Regions from separate parts of the Sus scrofa genome. Here regions 2 and 3 are each linked to region 1. A link is a contact called in public Hi-C and HiChIP or PLAC-seq data. All regions are on one chromosome and are shown on one strand. The core of a region is the stretch at or near the end of the contact, and the rest is flanking DNA. Distances in the headings are between cores, read along the strand shown. Region 1 holds the start of OXA1L (mitochondrial inner membrane protein OXA1L). Region 2 overlaps LOC102158035. Region 3 holds the start of PABPN1 (poly(A) binding protein nuclear 1).

What was found. Hi-C and Micro-C count contacts between places; a contact is called where the count stands out from the background. HiChIP or PLAC-seq counts read pairs in DNA pulled down with a chosen protein or histone mark.
Region 2: a contact with region 1 is called in a Hi-C map of retroperitoneal adipose tissue, with 2.0 times the contacts expected there. The contact joins the enhancer-like site here to the promoter of OXA1L in region 1. A contact is called at or near these places in 1 of 5 promoter capture datasets (liver) and 4 of 47 Hi-C or Micro-C datasets (embryonic fibroblasts, fetal skeletal muscle, omental adipose tissue and 1 more).
Region 3: a contact with region 1 is called in an H3K27ac HiChIP or PLAC-seq map of alveolar macrophages. The contact joins the promoter of PABPN1 here to the promoter of OXA1L in region 1. A contact is called at or near these places in 1 of 47 Hi-C or Micro-C datasets (heart right ventricle) and 1 of 2 datasets of contacts at active chromatin or transcription factors (alveolar macrophages).

Annotation. Positions count from the first base shown.
Region 1 is chr7:76,265,204-76,267,961 of Sscrofa11.1, reverse strand. It overlaps OXA1L (mitochondrial inner membrane protein OXA1L), which reads left to right and starts at 1,262. Exons shown (of 11, transcript XM_013978229.2): 1 at 1,262-1,463; 2 at 1,466-1,626; 3 at 2,068-2,229. The coding sequence starts at 1,262.
Region 2 is chr7:76,691,552-76,694,404 of Sscrofa11.1, reverse strand. All of the region lies in intron 2 of LOC102158035, which reads left to right. It also overlaps the pseudogene LOC100626750. Among named protein-coding and RNA genes, the nearest start is that of DAD1, 260 kb to the right of the region's middle. Within about 2 kb of position 1,539, at least 22 of the 83 cell types and tissues checked have an H3K27ac peak or open chromatin away from gene starts, as enhancers often do. A contact at or near this core is called in retroperitoneal adipose tissue, where this site is marked.
Region 3 is chr7:75,755,011-75,757,949 of Sscrofa11.1, reverse strand. PABPN1 (poly(A) binding protein nuclear 1) reads left to right here and starts at 1,428. Exons shown (of 7, transcript NM_001243548.1): 1 at 1,428-1,786; 2 at 2,147-2,261. The coding sequence starts at 1,436.

The sequences.
Region 1 (2,758 bases), core at 13-2,512:
AGTAACTTTAAGAATACCGTTTACGGAGTTCCCGTCGTGGCACAGTGGTTAACGAATCCGACTAGGAACCATGAGGTTGCGGGTTCGGTCCCTGGCCTTGCTCAGTGGGTTAACGATCCTGCGTTGCCGTGAGCTGTGGTGTAGGTCGCAGACGTGGCTAGGATCCTGCGTTGCTGTGGCTCTGGCATAGGCTGGCGGCTACAGCTCCGTGATTAGACCCCTAGCCTGGGAACCTCCATATGCTGCGGGAGCGGCCCAATGAAATAGCAAAAAGACAAAAAAAAAAAAATCGTTTATGATAGTATCCAACATACTTGACTGATAGGTAATACCCCCAAATTACTACTAAATCTGTATCATATTCCTTTGCCTTTTTTTTTTTTAAACCATTCCTGTCAGGTACATTTATAATCAGCCTAAACTAGCAATGATTGAAAGCATTTTGGGCTATCACATCTTTCCTAAAGCTACACTTTGTTATTCCAAAAGCACTCTGCTGTTTGAGAGGCTTTATAGGGTTTCTCACATAGTCAACTCCTATCTTTCTAAGCAGTACTTTTTTCCCCCCTTTAGAAGAAAGGAACTTTACCTCATATATCTCCAGAAATGATTTCAGTTTCAAGAACCCAAGCAACAGAGACTTAAGAGTCTAGACAACAAAGACCTTTATTTATGGTACACAACAAAATCTAGAATTAGGTGGTTCCAAGCTTGCTGCAGCAGCCCAGTGACATCATCAGCGTTCTTCTATCTTTCCATACAACCACCTTCAGCAGGTTACCTTTCAGCATCTTTAAAGACTTGCCCCTCTGGAGTTCCCTTTGTGGTTTAGTAGGTTAAGAACCTGACATAGAGTCCATAAGGATGCAAGTTTGATCAATGACCTCACTCAACGGGTTGAGGATCCTGTGTTGCCACAGGTCTGCAGCTGCAGGTCTGATTCATCCCCTAGCCCACAGGTGCAGCCGTTAAGTACAAGAAAAAAAAAGATGTAAAGATTTATGCCCTCAGTGTCACAAGATTCTCCTCAACCAGACCCTACTGGGGGAAAGGAAAAGGGAAGTATGGCATCTCCTTTTAAGCTTTGTCTGGGAGATATATATTTCCCTCAATTTCTGTCAAACTCCAGACCACTCTCAAATTTCACTTTATCTGCGATTGCAATATTATCTAGCAACAAGAATTGAACATCACTGGGCAAGAAAAACCCACTCCAAGTACAGCCAAGACCTGACGTGGCGAGGACGCTTTTTAACTTAACAAATCACAGAAGAATCGCAAATTTAGAGGACGAAGGAAAAGCCCCCAGGATCACGCAGCCATTAACGAAAGCCTGTTAGAAGGCTCTGAACTTCAATCTCGGGAGAACACCCTCTGCGAGATCTTGTTAAAGCAGCTCTGTGTCCTCTTACCCTCTTCAAATATGGCCGCCAAGCTCCAGTTTCCTTTACCTCCTGAGCCTGCTGGCAGCTGTGGCTTAACGCCCACTTCCAAAAGGGCCTCCTCTCGCGAGACTGCGGTTCTGAGTGCGCAGGCGCAAACGCAAGCCCTTTCTCCGGCGAGATGGCGATGGGGTTGATGTGCGGACGCCGGGAGCTTCTGCGCTTGCTACAGCCTCAGCGTCAAGTAAGGACACCCCGAGACTGAGCTCTGATGCCACCCTATCCCTGTGACGAGCCAGGGGTGACTCGTGCTGTGTGCATGAATGAGTAGGCCCACACCTCACTGGGACTTGCGTCTCCTGACCTCAGGTCACAGGAGGACGCGGTAGGGTTACGTCCCCAACCCTACGGGCTCAACAGCCGGGTCTCCTGGTCTGTTCCCAGAAACAGGCGTCATCCCTTCCAAGGAAACCTCAGCCTGAAACTCTGGGCCACTGGGTGGCTCTGAGGTAGCTGAAATGCAGGACTCGCTGATTATATGCCTTCACACTCGCAGTCTGAGCGCAAGGAGTAGCAATGTCCTCACCTGTGGTAGCGGACTGCCTTTTTCTTGGAAGGGTGGGGGCGGAGCGTAACTATTGACTTATCTCGGTAAAAGGACTACATCCTTCTTTTACCCACTCAGTTCCACAGCGTCGCAGGGCTCCGCCAATGGCCACGGAAGCCGCTGACACCCGGGCTCCGGTTCCCAGCCGGCCGGCGCTGCGGACACCCACATTATGTCCTCCTCGCGGCCCCAGGCCCCCGGGGCCTCAGTACCTCTGCCATATTTTATGCAGAAGCCCAGGTAAGTGACGTTTCGACCCAGCAGCGTTAGGAGTGGTGCTGGTTTCTTGATTTGTTTTTAATCCTGTTTTGACTGGGGGAATCGTGGAGCACTCCATCTAGCTTGGGATAGGTTTTCAAATCAGTAGGGAAATGATTGAGAGTACTGAAGGAGAGACTTCATTATGTACCAGGTGTTTCCACAATGATGGCAAGCCATTGATAGTGGTATGAAATGTGATTCTGTGTATGTATTAAAAATTATAACTTGAGTTCCCGTCGTGGCGCAGTGGTTAACGAATCCAACTAGGAACCATGAGGCTGCCGGTTCGATCCCTGGCCTTGATCAGTGGGTTAAGGATCCGGCGTTGCCGTGGACTGTGGTGTAGGTCGTAGACGCGGCTCCGATCCCACGTGGCTGTGGCTGTGGCATAGGCCGGTGGCTGCAGCTCCGATTAGACCCCTAGCCTGGGAACCTCCACATGCTGTGGGAAGCGGCCCTAGAAAAGACCAAAAAAAAAAAAAAGTCTAACTTGAATATCAAGTATGGA
Region 2 (2,853 bases), core at 290-2,789, 430 kb before region 1:
CCAGAATCCCTGCCTTCTGTGTTAAGCCGTTTCTCTCATGGAGAATTAATGCACGCTGCCTTGACCTTCATGCTTCATCCTTAACTTCTTCTCGATGATAAGACCCTCAAAGGTTTAGACTGTCAGATGCAGCTTTTTGTGTCTACTTCACTGCATATTCTAGAGCTGAGTACATGTACAATGACTCAGTTAATGAGATTAAGGAATGCATGCCAAGGCTTCAAGAGAAAGATGTTAGCTGCTGGGTTGGGTGACAAAATCACCCTGTGTTTCAGTCCCCAGCCCAGAAGCAGGGTGGCCTTCCTCCCTCTTGCGTCAGGGCCCACAGTGATGCACAGGCACCTGCAGCCCCAGCCTAAACCCTGCCCTGCAGCTGCTGCACTCTGTCTGCTCTTCACTCGTGGCCCTCCTGCATTGTCACCATAGTGAGGTGGTTCACTTTACACTGTGTCTTCCACCGTGGGGAGCATTTCACAGCTTTGCACACATCCCGGCATGCATTCCCCAGGTCCCAGACTGATGAATAGTGGCTGAAAACACCCTCTGATGCCATCACTAGCAACGAAGCAAATGTCAAACCGGGCTTGTGGGTCCTGAGTTAAGGCTGTGGGACCCAGGCTGGAGCAAGCTTCCACTTGCAAGGATATTTTGTGGAGATGGGTGGGCAAGAGGCTGAAAAGACCCATGGACTCCCCCTTCTGCTCTGTGCCTTCTCCATCCCAACCTCTGGGGATTCTTCAAGATTGTAGGGGAAATTTTATCTTGAGGTGCAGGACTCTGTCTGCCCCCAGGTCACAAGATTCACCTTGGCTTTTGGCAAGATTTATCCAGCCTGCCAGGTCTTCATGATTTAGAGTCTGGAACTTGGATAGGTTTATAAGAACACTGATGGACCATTATCTCTCCAAAGGAGAAAGGGCCCTCTCAGGCTCTAGGAGGCAGTCCCAGGGTGGTTCAGGCTGACTTTCTGTTGCAACAAGGACTCTCACAAGATCCATAATTGTGTGGTTTGTGTAACTGTTCTCCTCTAGTTTCCAGGGGGCAAGACTTCAGCCCCACTATGAAAATGACAATGCAGAGGAGGCAAGTGGCCACTAGATGGCAGCAGAGGGTAAGAAAAGGGAGTTGCAGGCAGTGCGGGGAGAGTGCTGCTCGCAGCCCCTCCATTTTGCTTACATCTTTAATGAGATATGCGAAGAAAATGAGTCCCTTACATGCCAGACACAGATGCTACAACATATGGAGAGATGCCGCACAGCAATATTTCTCTGGTTATTAAACAGGAGGCACCTAACCAGTCATTCACTGCATCATCATGCAGAGCTGTCCTTTGTGTCTCCAATACTGCTGTTGACAAGGTAATAACAGGAGAAAGCTGTTGCGAACACTGATGCACGGACCTGGGCCTCTGGGCTCGCGGCATCGCCAAGCCAGGATGCCGCCTGGATTGCCAGGAAGCGCGAGCAGCCCAGCCCAGCGGGAACCACCTTGGCAAGGCACACGGTGTGGCTTCTGCTGCCAGACTCAGTCCCGGCAGGGCGTGGGCTGCTCTCTGGTCTCCCTGGCAATCCCTAAGGGCTCATTTATTCAGAACCCGATTACCACCAGACAGCTCAGGAGGCCGACCTTCCAACCACAAACCCCAAATGGGAACAGGAGCTCTAGACATTTTAAAGAGCAAGACATGCTGGCTTTTCTGGCAGAACTGAAGACATATAGTGTAATGAAAATGCATTTAAATTCACATGGATAAGGGCACACTTTTCCCACGCTCCCCAAGCAAAGGTAGGGAATCTGGGCATCTGGAGGGGACATCTCACATATTCTCTTGTGAAACTATTACCAGGGCTGGGAGCAGGCAGGTATTACTATATTTTGCTACTATATCCCACTCATTTTCCCACCCCCCACACCCTACGGCCCTGCCTCCCAGCCTGATCGTTCCTCACTAATTCTCCCACCCTCCCAATGCCAGTGGCTCCTCAAGGCCTCAGTGGCGACTGAGGAACAGGGCACAGGTTAGTCAGCCTCGGCAAGTAGCCCCACTCCTGGGCCCAGAAAGAGAGTGGTCCAAGCTCCCAGGACTTCCCAGAGTCACTCAGGAAGCCACACAACAGCCCTGAAATGAGGGTAAGTAACACAGCCATTTTTCATACAGAGAAACTGAGGTGCAAAGCTGAGATATAGCTTCAGGTCTCCTGGTCTCCCTCCCTTTCCTATAGGTTTGCATCTCTGAAGCAGACTCCAGTGGGCAAGTAATAACAAGAGTTACGCTGCCACTGTTCCCCCCTCTCTCTTAGAAAATGATTCTGGAGTTCCTGTTGTGGCTCAGCAGGTTAAGAACCAACACAGTGACTGTGAGGATAAGGTTTCGATCCCTGGCCTCGCTCAGTGGCTTAAGGATCCGGCACTGCCATGAGCTCTGATGTAGGTTGCAGATGCAGCTCAGATCCCTCCTTGCTGTGGCTGTGGTGTAGGCTGGCAGTTACAGCTCTGATTTGATCCCTAGCCTGGGAACTTCCTTGTGCCACAGGTACAGCCCTAAAAAAGACAAAGAGAAAAGAAAACGATTCTGTGTACTAGAAATCCTCACTTGTCTGTGTGACCTTAGACAAGGTGCTTAACCCCTCTGAGCCTCAATTGTCTCATCTGTAATTTGAGGGGCTAGCAATGGAGCATGACTAGGGTCCCTTCCAGCCCCGCGATCCTGTGGCTTTAATTTTGCGCGTCTCTGCCAGGCCTCAAAGTGTCACACACGATGCTTTGTCCAACAAGAGCCAAACTCAACAGGAGTGAGCAGAATTTCCTCCACCCGTTGATAAGAAATGTGGTTGCGGTTGGAGGCTTGTGGAT
Region 3 (2,939 bases), core at 179-2,678, 510 kb after region 1:
TCTCAAGAGTGCAGCAGTGCGGTGGAATTCCTCTAGGGTCTATAGGAGGGGCTGGGGGCTGGGAAAGCGTTGAAGATGAAGGGTGGCACCCAGATCCTCAGCCCATGCATCCTGTGGTCAACCATTGAAAACTATGTTCTAGGCATGTTGCCCCCATGGTGGAGGTGCAAATTTAGAGTCCAATCTCGTCTCCAAGCTCTTGCAAACTCTAGTTAGGAAAGGCAGCACAGAACACTCAAACGCACAGCGGAGGAAGGACCGCTTGTCAAGGGAGAAGACGGGAGGCTAGTGGAAGGCTTCCGCAGGGGAGGTGAAGACGGGGTTTGTAGCTGTCTGCTTGAAAAAGGACTGACTGCATGTAGAGGCACAGACCTGGGTGCAGATACACCCGCTGGAATGAAGATTGTGGAAATAACACCAAGTAGTCTGGTCCTGAGGTCTCTTAAGGCCTCAGCAAGGAATTTTAAGACTTTACCTGGCCAGCAAAGGGGAGCCAGTTCGGTCTGGTAGTGGTGTGGATTGAAATGGTGACACTGGAAGCTGACACATTAGGGAGTTGTAGCAAACATTCCAAGCAAGAGAAAAACAGGCTGAAACTGGGACATAAGCAGAATGCTTGGAAAGTATGCCTATGTAGGAAGACAGCACGGTTAGAACTTGTGACTGGTACTGGAGTGAGAATTCCTCCCTGCTTTCTGGTTTGGGGAGACCTAGTGCATAATGGTGCCAATAACCTGAGTGGGAAAGGTAAGCTCCTTCCTGGAGAGCGCCATTCGGAACCCTCCATTTCCAGCAACATCCCACCTACTGGGGCATTCCTGGTGCCCAGAAACAGGTTTCCAGAAACCGCCGCAGAGTTTCCGACCTCTGCCTTTCAAAAGTTCAACCTTGATACTGGCAACCAACAGTATCAAGATGGCGGCACCCTAAAGACTAGTCATGTGACCTAGGGTTTCCCTCGCTGGAAGCCGAGCAGTTCGTTTGGGGGCAAAGTTCACCTGTCACAAAACGGGGGTCAGCCCTTCGAATCTCGCGAGCCAGTCGGCGTTTGAGACTGGGCCACTCCGGCGAGGGGATCGCTAGATTGGTCCTTTCCACTCGCTCAGCCAGCGGCCAATCACGGAGCGCCATACTTTGCGGATCCGCCCGTAGGCGGGGGAGAAGCAAGAACGTCGTCACAGCGTGGCGGCATTGTTACCTAAGGGCTTGAGAGGAGGTGGTACGTGCGTTGATTGACAGACCGATTTCCCCTACCGGGATTTGAGAATTTGGGGCAATCCCCCGCCTTAGGGGTGGGGTCTTATTTGATTGCCAAGTAATATTCTCCAATGGACTCCTAGCTCGCCGTGATGGGCAGGCTGCTTGACTAATGAATCCTCGGCGTGGCCGGCGCAGCTCTCCAATCGTTGGGCGGCGGGCCCCAGTCTGAGCGGCGATGGCGGCGGCGGCGGCGGCGGCAGCAGCAGCGGGGGCTGCGGGCGGTCGGGGCTCCGGGCCGGGGCGGCGGCGCCATCTTGTGCCCGGGGCCGGTGGGGAGGCCGGGGAGGGGGCCCCGGGGGGCGCAGGGGACTACGGGAACGGCTTGGAGTCTGAGGAGCTGGAGCCTGAGGAGCTGCTGCTGGAGCCCGAGCCGGAGCCCGAGCCCGAAGAGGAGCCGCCCCGGCCCCGCGCCCCCCCAGGAGCTCCGGGCCCTGGGCCTGGCTCGGGAGCCCCCGGCAGCCAGGAGGAGGAGGAGGAGCCGGGACTGGTCGAGGGTGACCCGGGGGACGGCGCCATTGAGGACCCGGTGAGGGAAGGAGGGCGAGCGAGCAGGCCGGCGACCGGCCGGCCGGGTCACGGGAGGCCCAGAGCTCGGGCGAGCGGGAGGCGGGCGGGGGGTGGGGGTGGGCGGGGAATAACGTGGCTGGGGCCGGGCTGGGGACGCAGCATCGACCGCCAGAAGGGGCCCAGCCGGGTGGATTCGGACGTAATGGGTGTCTAGTGTTGTTCTAAAAAAGGTAGCTTGATTTTCTTTTTATCATGACCCTCGCGTGGGGCAAGGGAAATGGCAGAGCATGGCTGGGGCCGCGCGCCGATCGAGAGCAGGGCAAAGCCCCTGCGTTGGTTCCTCTTAAGCTCTTCTCCATACCCTCCCCACTCATTGTAGGAGCTGGAAGCGATCAAAGCTCGAGTCAGGGAGATGGAGGAAGAAGCTGAGAAGCTAAAGGAGCTACAGAACGAAGTAGAGAAGCAGATGAATATGAGTCCACCACCAGGCAATGGTGAGTAACTGGCGGTTACACGCGGATCCCAGGTTCTCGCATTGGAAGGGTTATGGGAGCACGGTTCATATGGGATTGGATGCTCCATACCTTGGAGCTGCTTGTCTGAGCAGTTATTGGGCAGGTGCCTCGGTCGTAGTCCGTTGTGTGTTTCTGACCTTTGTGAGACCGAGTCTGTTTTGGTGATGGTAGTCTTGTGCCTCCCTTTGTTCCTGTTACAAATGTGTTGCTCTTTGTTCTTAGTCTTTCTCTGCCCTTTGTGAAGGTTGCCAGCTGGCATTTGACCTTCAAGTCCAATAGTTCTCTCAGTTGGAGACCCTTTAGTTAGGAGTCTTAAGAGAACTGCTCAGCTTCAGGGGGCTTCCTCTCTAATCCAGAAACGTCCAATCTCAGCCCACTTAATTTTGTTCACTTTCCAGATCATTGCAACCAAAGCTATTCAATAGGGACTTGATTTGGGGTTGGGAGGGAATTCCTGTACTGTTGTGGTTTTTTTTAGTTTGTTTTTTTCTTTTAATGTATTGATCTCTTCTTTCGTTTGTCAAATATTTAATGAGCACCTACTGTATGCTAGACTGTTTTATTGTGTTCTAAGCAGTGGGAATAGGGGCTAGAATAGACCAAAATCTTTGTCTTTGCTAGTGGCGGTTGTGGTAATGGTGTGCATATATTGGCTAA